Linked DNA regions of Zea mays: region 1 is linked to region 2. Evidence: chromatin contacts called from public Hi-C data. All regions are on one chromosome and are shown on one strand. Each heading gives the region's core, a stretch centred on a gene start, on an enhancer-like site or on the middle of the called end of the contact. The rest is flanking DNA. Distances are from core to core; before and after follow the strand shown.

Evidence for each region. Hi-C and Micro-C count contacts between places; a contact is called where the count stands out from the background.
Region 1: a Hi-C map of leaf shows a contact between it and region 2, with 6 times the contacts expected there. The contact joins the promoter of LOC103635773 here to the promoter of LOC103635767 in region 2. A contact is called at or near these places in 3 of 25 Hi-C or Micro-C datasets (ear, leaf and tassel).

The regions. Positions count from the first base shown.
Region 1 is chr8:120,112,264-120,117,305 of Zm-B73-REFERENCE-NAM-5.0, reverse strand. LOC103635773 (protein NETWORKED 2A) reads right to left here and starts at 2,112. Exons shown (of 2, transcript XM_008658153.4): 1 at 1,738-2,112; 2 at 1-1,638. The coding sequence starts at 1,831.
Region 2 is chr8:119,860,385-119,865,008 of Zm-B73-REFERENCE-NAM-5.0, reverse strand. LOC103635767 (SAC3 family protein A) reads left to right here and starts at 2,322. Exons shown (of 13, transcript XM_008658145.3): 1 at 2,322-3,052; 2 at 3,580-4,401. The coding sequence starts at 2,999.

The sequences.
Region 1 (5,042 bases), core at 863-3,362, 250 kb before region 2:
AGTGGATCTCCTCATCTTTTGTTGCATTGGCACTCTTAAGTTCCTTCAGTTCTGACATTGCCTCAAGATGGTAATCTTTATTTATCTTCTCAATTTCTGAAAGCTTCTGCTCTGTATCTTTGTAGCTCTGAAGTACAGATGCATAGTCTTCTAATAGAATCTTACCCTCAACTTCAGATTCTTTTGGAACTAGCTCTTTTTGGGCTTGATCTTCTAAGGTTTCTTCATGTTTATCAGTTTCATTTGTAGTGTCATGTAAAGATTTGGATGGCTCGTTTTGCACAGACAGACTTGTTAGTCCCGAGTAATCTTCCAGAGAAGTATCGTGTTTGGAGTCTCGCGATGAATCCACGAAGTCACTGCTTTCTTGCTCAGGAGCATGTAATGTTTCGACGAATTCAGTTAGTTCATGGGCGGCTTCAGTCATTTGTTTACAAATGTTCTCGAAACCATTTTGTACGGACTTCCAAATTTGTTGTACTTCTTGCAGCATTTCTTCAACTTTCCTCAACCCGTCAGCCAAGTTACTAGAATCAACAACCAAAGCCACCTTGTCTTGCTCCAAAGCATGCAGGCGCTCGTGAAGGCCATCTATCTCAGTCTTCATTCTATCGATCTGAGCATTCTGTGAAGTAGTGGCAAGTTCAAGGCTGATCACCTTTTCCACAAGTCGGTCAACTTTATCTGCTAATTCCGCAACTGATAGCTCAGGGTAAGATTCAATTATTTCTTTGACTCTTTGACATATTTCCTGGAGGTCAAGCCTGCTTCCATTCAGCGCAGAATCATCAGAATCCTCGAAGGGCAGTGCATGGACCAGTTCTATTTCATGGTGATCATGCCCATCCATTTGCACATGAGGCAGTCCACATTCGTTCTTGAAGGTTTTCAGCTTTTCAATTGCCTCATTGGCTCGTCGGAGCTCCACCTCCGCCTCTTCAGTCAATTTGTTTTTCTGGTCCTGTAAATTCACCAACGTATCCTCACATGACATAATGGCTTGTGCAGCCATCAATGCCCGAGCTTCATTGTCTTCAATGGCTACACCGGTGCTGAAAGCATCCTGCAAATTGCAGACCTCATCCTGCAATTGGGCCACCTGTTTCTCAATGTCTAGATACTTTCCTAGTGCGCTGTCGTAAGAGGTCTTCAAGAACTCTTTCTCAGTCTGTAATGCCAGGATCTGTTTCTGCAGCTTGTCTATCTCCTCCTGTGCCTTCTCCTTGGTCATGTTGGGGGTGACCTTCCGGTGTGCCTGGGCCCCCCTCTTGGGGACCGGACTGGTGCCCCTGTTTGCGCTCTGTGAGCCTGAGCCCACGGACAAGCCTTCCAGTGCAGGGAACTTGAAGTTGCTGAGATCAATCCCACCTATTGCCTTAGAAAACCCCTCACTATCCCCCTCTTCCATTGAGAACTGCACCTGATCCGGAAACACGGTGGCAATGGTGTGGTTGGCCTTGTGCAGCTCACTGGATATCCGGTCATATCTGTCGGCAAGGGCCTGATAGGATCTGAACATCTCCTCCACGTGATTGATGAGCTCTGGCCGGCTTTTGAAATAGAGCTCTGCCTTCTTGCTGAACGAATCGCCATCGGCCCCAATGAGGTTGAGCATGGCCTTTACTCTGTCCTCCATCTCTGCACAACAAAAGAAAGGAAAAAAAAAATCAACCAATCATTGGGCAATGTGCAATACGAACTCGTCATACGACAGGGGTGAATAAATGGGATGCTTACCAACGACAGTTATTTCAAGCCACTTGGACTGGGTGGTGCGGATGTGTGATGCCCACCACCAGGAGTAGGCGTTGCTAGCCGCACGCTGCAGCATAGCCAGCCGGCGTCACGGCCTCCCTTTCTCCCTCCTCTTCCTACTCCGCGTCGTAGGCCGCACCCTTGCCGCAACGTGGTGGGTGGAGCGGAGACGCGGCGAGGGTGCGCCGTGCGGAGAAAATCGTGGTGGCGTCAGGCCGAGCCGTGGGGGGCCCGGGGAAGAGAAGAGGGCCGGGGGAGGTAGGGTCGGTGGCGGGGAGTGGCATGGCAAAATAGGGAGGGGATGGGTGTGGTTCCTTTCATGCGGTGCGGTTGCCATGGCCAGGCTATGCTGGTGGTGGTTCACGGGCGGGTGGCTGGGCGCGACGCCCGCGGCTGGCGTTGCAGATGGCCGGGCGCGAGAAGCGGGGGACGCGGCTTCTCTCCTCCTATGCATACTCCAACCTTGTGGCTGCTTTCTATTGGTCCTTTTTTATCTCTCTCCGACTCAGCCGAAGAAATATAATAGTCGTGTCACATATTTTTCAACATTAAAACAATTAGGCACCTCCAACATCCAGATCACTCATTACAAAAAATATAATTAGCGGAAGCGGTACGTACAACCTTTCTCCTCGGCTCCCAGCTGCTCCAAGAGGAGAGAAGCTACGTCGGCTCCCTGTTCCCCTATCCACACAGGCTCGCAGCTCGCTCATAGTATCAGAGTTGTTGCTCCATCAGATGCTGCCCCACGGCCAGCAACAATCGAAGGCAGGTCCGCCATGGCCTTCGTCAAAGAAACCGAAGTGGGTGCCCGCGCCGCTGCTCGCTGTCAAACACATGCTCGCAATGCCCATCTCTGACCTCCATTGCTTGCGCCTCCAGCTTCGTCAAGTCGCGCATGGTCGAAGTGCTCCACGGGCCCAGTAACAAGGCGTAATGTCTGGAGGTCGCCGCAAGCCTGCTGTTTTTTCATGGTGGGATCTAGATTTTGGAGGTAGTTGTTGACTGATTTGCTCAATCCTTAGCTAAAATTATGATTTTTTTATGATGAGTGATCTCGAAGTTAGAGGCCTCGATTGTTTTAATACTACAAATATGTGCCACAGCTTCCGCTAATTATATTTCTTCGCCTAAGTCAGAGAGATAAAGAAGGACCAATAGAAAGCAGCCACGTGGTGGGAGTATGCATGGGAGGATGTAAATGGGAGGAGAGAAGCCGCGTCCGGTTTATGGGGTTTCCCGGGCGTGGCCCGGGTGCGGTCGGTTGTGTTGCTGCACGGCGCATGTGGCTGGACGCTGGCACACGAGGCGGGCGCCACGGTGGTGGTGTTTTCTCGCATGTGCCTGTGGACTACGATGTGTTTGGATGTAGGCCAAGGGTGTCATGCCAAGGCATTGCCAAGCTATTTTGGTTGGTATTTGGTTGTAGGTCAAATTTTAGCTATGCCTACAAATTTTTGGAAAACCTTGCCAATTTTTGGCCAAAACTAAGGCCTACAAATTGGCTGCCAAAATTTAGCTTAGTCCTAATGCATTTTGGCCACAAACCGAACACCAAAACTTAGGCAAATTTTGGCTTAGCCCAGTTTTGGTAAACTGCCAAATTATAACCGGGCTTCTTTGCCCAGCTAGGTGCAGAGGGTCGGGGACGTGATGCGGTTTACAAAACTGCTAAAAAAACTAGCGAACCTATAACGTTTTTCCAGTGTTTTTTAAATTCGTTCATGGTTTAAAAATAGAAAAAATTATCAAAAACTGAAACCGGTAAAAGGCAACAATTTGTTGTCGAGAAATCCGATAAACTGTTTTATTTAAATCTGAAATGTAAATCAGTCGAAAAATTGGAAAACCGATTTCTTGGTAAGAATGACCGGTTTCTTGATATGCTTTTAGTAAAAACCGGTCGGAAGCAACGGGTTTTGGTGAGAAAACGCATAATTGGATTTCAAATTTGAAAAATTCAAACTGCTCCGATTAGCGGTTTTTGGACGGTTTTTATCGAAATTGAGAGCACATAAGGGGGTGAATAGGTGATCCTGCGAAAATTAACTCTAAACAAGACAAACTTGGTTTATAATGAATGTTAGTAGGATTAAAACCAAGTTGATATGAATACAGGTAGAGAGAAGAGAACTCTTCACTTGATTGTTTCTTTAAGATATATATTAAACATAGGAACAATAACACAAGTGAATATCTGAGAACTCTATGGAAGAAAACAATCACACTAAAGAAATGCACAAGTGACATGGTGATTTTATCCCGAGGTTCGGCAATGCCTACTCCACGTTGTGGTGACCTCCTTCGGTCAAGGATTGCACTCAATCCCTCTCAAGCGATCCAAAGATCAAACTTGAGTACCACAACTTTCTTCCTTTGTGAGGAATCTCCACAATTTAGAGTCTCTCACCCTTACAAAATTGATCTGGAAGTTAGAGGCCCCGATTGTTTTAATACCAAAAATATGTGCCACAGCTTCCGCTAATTATATTTCTTCGGCTAAGTCAAAGAGATAAAGAAGGACCAATAGAAAGCAGCCACGTGGTGGGAGTATGCATGGGAGGACGTAAATGGGAGGAGAGAAGCCGTGTCTGGTTTATGGGTTTCTTATTGTCGGGTACCGTAATTAGGGGTACCCCCAACACTCCTAAACACGGCTGGTAACCACCATCAGCACAAGCTACAGAAACTGATGGGCACGATTCAGGTCAAGGCTTCGTCTACCCAAGGGACGCGATCTCGCCTCGCCCGAGCCCAGCCTCGGGCGGGAACTGTAGTCCCGGACGAAGTTACGTCTCGCCCGAGGGACTCCTCAGGCAGTGGGCGCACCCTCGGCGCGCCCGAGGCCCAACTCGGGCAGGCTTCGTCGAGAAGCAACCTTGGCCAAATCGCCTCTCCAACCGACCGTATCGCAGGCGCATTCAATGCGAGGATCGTCTGACACCTTATCCTGACACACGCGCCTCAGTCGGCAAGGTCGAAGTGACCGCAGTCACTTCACCCTTTCGCTGACCGACCTAACAGGAAAACAGCGCCGCTCGCCCCGCTCTGACTGTTGTGCCGCCCACCAGGGTGAGGCTGACAACAGCAAGTTCAGCCTCAGGCGCAACAGGAAGCTCCGCCTCGCCCGACCTTAGGCCTCAGCCTCGGAAGGAGGTCTCCGCCTCGCCCTACCCCAGGGCTCGACCTCAACCTCGACCTCGCAAGGTGGTCTCTGCCTCGCCCGACCCCAGGGCTCGGCCTCAACCTCGGCCTCGGGAGGAATCACGTCCTCACCCGACCCCGGC
Region 2 (4,624 bases), core at 1,073-3,572:
CCGGGACACTAGAAACCGATGCTTTCAGATCCATGTCGCAGAAAGACAACTAACAGGGCTAGCTTTCAATGGGTTGCGACCCTACTTAAAAGAAAAATTAGATGACACCCAATTCTTTTCGCTAGTACACTTGCACCAGCGGGCTATGACATGTGAAAGCCAAAGTAAGGAAACATCAAAATCGGCTAGCCATAAGATGTATCTAGTGGGATACGATAATTCGGACGATGAATCCACGGATGTATACACCAGCGAACTGGTTTGGCCAGGACAGGCTAAACCTTCAGCATGTTCTGCTTTACAGTCGATTCAAAAGAATCGACAAGAAGAAGTTAAGTTTACTTTTAATGTTGCCGAATGCGATAAAATATTTGACGAATTACTAAAAAATGACAACATTAAATTAACTCATACTATTCCTCCTCCTGATGAATTAAAAAGGCGTGCTTATTGTAAGTGACATAATTTTTTTCTCATGCCACCAATGATTGTAATGTTTTTCGTCGATAGATACAATCAGCCATAAATGAGGGCCGATTGGCTTTTCAGGAGATGCAAGTAGACACACAACCTTTTCCTGTTAATAAAATAGAACTCACATGCAAAAAGGTCTTGGTTCGGCCCAAAATGGCCGATAAAGGCAAAGGCAAGGGCATTGTCATTGGCGATCCTCGCATGTCAATTGCTCGAAAGGCTTCGGTCGAGGAGGCTAAAAAGTCCGAAGGCGCCGGGGGGCAGGCACAATTAATGAACCAAACACATCAGCCTGGCCCGAGCATCGCAGATGGTCTCGCACCTACGTGCGGACGATCCGGTGCTCAGACAAACGGTCCGGCTAACCCAGCCGGACAATCCACCTATGACCGAAGGCGTCAGCCTCTACACGAAGCAAGGAAAGAGACGCAAGGGCAAAACACATATAGTCGGCTGATCAAAGCCGACTCTACTTTTGATCAGTTGCTCTCCAAAAATGCTAGCAAAAAGACTGTTCCACGTGATCGGTCAACGGAAAAACCCCGGTCACCTGCTAAAACGAAACGGCCGAAAAACGACCCAAAAGGCGACGCGGCAAGCATCGCCTGTTCATCCTATGAGACCAGAGTACTTTTCACCCGTTTATTCATCGTCGGTATATTATCCTACTCAAATGTGGAATGGAACAACGATGAATCCATGGTACATTTATAGTCTCTTTGTCTATCCAGGCTGGGGGGCACCTCCATTCTATTCATTTTGATCCATTGATCAAATGGTCATGGCCAAAAAAGATACAATCCAAAACAGCCTTTATACATTGGTGCTTTATTGAATGATTTCCATATTGAAAAGCTGGTGACTTACATCAGGTTTAGTTCATATGCTTTTGGTTCGTCAACTTTCACCAAAAGGCAGGGGGCATATGTTGGACACCAAAAAAGCCTAGCGGACGGTCCGACCCTGAGGTCGGACGATCCGCGGTCCGGACAGTCCGCGGTGGTGGCGCGGACGGTCCGCGCGTGCGCAGAGTCAGTTAGAGTTCCTAGTTTCTCGCAAGATTTGTTACCTAAAACCGCGGGATTAACTCGGGAAACAGTTTGAAGCGGATCCAGACCTCCCCTTTATATAGATGAAGGGCTACGACCGATTGAACCACCCAACAATCAATCAAATTAAGTCTATTTCTCGTTTTTACCTTATGCATTAGGAGTAGTTCTAGTTTAGCTCTAATTTAGTTCTAGTTTAGTATCCCAATCCCCAAATTCTCTGCTTCTCTTCGACTCTACGTCGATTAGAGGAGTCTAGGTCGGCCTGCCGAGCCTAGACAACCCCTATGATCTCTCCTCCCCGACGGGGTCCCTCCCGGCAGCGAGATCCAGGTGCCGCCGGTGACCTTCACCGCTCCTGCGCACGCGCGGACCATCCGGCCCCAGAGCGCAGACCGTCCGACCCGTCAGGCAGGGAACCCTAGCCCTACGCCAGGTCGCGGACCGTACGGTTCCTGGCCGCGGACCGTCTGCCCCTGTGCAGAGGGCACCGCCGCCGGTTCTTGTTAATGTTTGGCGTCCGAAAAAGGCGTCAACAATAGGACTTTAACAACAAAAACATGCTCCAACAGAGACCCTATTTTACAAAAATTCATCGAACGATTGTAGAACTCGGTCTCTCAGGTCATAAATATAGTACTTCATATACTGGAGCCCTATCCTTATTCCGTACACTATTTCTAACAATTTATTTTTTAAATAACGTGATCTAATTCTTAATAATATGATATAGGGCTCAATTATTAGAGATGTAAACTTTTTATGGCATTAAACATTTTAAATGAGGCACTATTTTAATTTTGATGACTTAAATACAGGACTTCTAGTTGGAGATATGTTCTAATTAAAACGGTCCTACGAAATCACGACCATGTACATCTGATATGTTCCTACCCTTGTTCGCCACCGTATTCGCCGGCTGTCTCCGCCCATCTCGCCTGAGAACTAAGGCGGCCGCCAGTCGCAGCCCTCGGTGGTCGGCACCTCCTCAGCCCGTTTCCCCTAACGCTCACACTCTACGCCGCCGCGTCGTCGGCCTCGCCCTCCCTCTCGACGAACTAAGCCATCCCCGGCCGAGCTTCCGACGCATTCCCGGGCCACTTCCCTCCCTTCCGGCCTTCCTACTCCCTCCACGCACCGCAACTGTGACACTCCGCTCCGACGCGGGCGCCGCAGGCCGTTGACGACACCCGAACCCAACCGGCAACGCGCCCGAAAGGGGCAGGGACTCCTTTTGCTTGTCCTTCGCCCCTCTTCTCGCTTTCTGCGGAGGGAAAAACTTTCCCAGTCAATTAAAAAAAAAATCGACGGACGGCTTTACGCACGCGATTCGCTGCTCGCCCCCAAATTTCTCCTCTGCTTCTGGTTCCTTTGACGCATCTGATCATTTCCCCCTCCTCTACGCGGGTCGAATCGCGAGAGTGTGGCGGCGGCTGTGGTGGTTGACTGGTGCTTAGGGTTGGAGCTCCAGGAGGATGGCGAGCCACGGCATCGGGGCGGCCGCTGGATCTGACGCCCCGCACGCTGAGGTACCGATGTGACTCGAAACATGTTTTTTGTTTTTTTGGTTACTGTAAGTTTAGTTTATGCTTAGGTTCCAGTTAATTTCCACGGATTATGATGGGTGGACTTCTGATGTGGATATGGTCTAATCAGGAGTTGCTAAGCGCTTGATATGTGCTAATTATTTGGCCAGAGAAAAATCTTTTGCCTGGTTGATCATGCAATTTACTGTGCCATATTTTTTAGGAGTGGAGGGGGGTATGTTTATCTTTATGAACTATACTGATTAAATAATTAATTAGGAGTTGTATATGTGCCAATTTTACCTCTCGGATGTGTTATTCTGTCAGTATTTGACTTGACAGTCATGAGGGCCTTACTATGCTTCGGTTACTTGTTTGAAGTTCATGTTGTGTGGAATCTTATGGAAGTCTATCCACATCATCGATTTTTTCGCTGTTCATAATTTGACTACTGTTAAACCTATATGAAATTGCTATTTAAACTAGAAAGTATATATACTACGAGTGACCACTTTATTTTGCAATGGCAGGTCGTCACTATGGGACAGACAAATCCATCTCCTTATCCTCCTGTATCTTCCAGTCATCATTCATGGTCCTCTGCAACTGGGTCAGTTTCATGGAACAATACAGTGGACAAACTTAGCCAAGATACAGTTTATTATGATCCACAAAGGGATGTATCGGTTTCAGGAGGGAATCAAAATGTAGGAAGCAGTGCGCCTCATGTTGCCCAGGCGAGTATGGGGATAACAGACGCAGCTCATTCCCATGTACCTTACTCTAGTTCAGATCAACATGGCTATAACCCTGTAGAATATGCCAATTATTATTATAGCTACCCACAAGCGGCAAATGATTCTTCTGTCCAGCAAGGAGCAAACCAACATCCAGGTGCAGCTTATCAGCCTCTTACTTCATTTCAAAATTCAGGGTCTTACATTGATCCTACAAGTAACACATATTACAATGCTGGGGATCATCAGACTGTGCCAGGATATGGAAGCAGCAGCTACTATTTTCAGAACAACACATGGAATGGTGGAAGCACAGGGAATAATTTTGCTCAATCATACCAGAACTACTCACCATCTGATACAAATGCACAACAGAGCTCTACTTCAGTGCCTGCCAATTCTTTACCGTATCAGCAGCAGTATAACCAGTGGCCGTACTATTACAATCAATCTGTGCCAAGTGCTTCTAGCAATCCAGTTGCTGGGAACAGTACTACAGATAACTTAGCTGTTAACACCCCTTCTAGCTACTCCTATCCTAATAGCCAGCCACCTCCACCAGGAACAACATCATGGAAAAGTAATTCAAGTGCTTCTGTTGCGCCTCCTATGCAGGTATTGTACCTCCTTTTTCACTATAAAATCGCTACATATGCATAGCTTTCTTCATGATATATGGAGCAACAATTTTTCAGAATTTTTGGGTTTCTTGGATCTGCTTGCTGTTTCAATTCTTTTTTCAAAGACTATGCAGGAGATATGTGTTTATTCATGTTTACTATTGTGCTGCTCAACTATTAAGTTACCAAGTTCGATTGAATAAAAACTCACCACATAT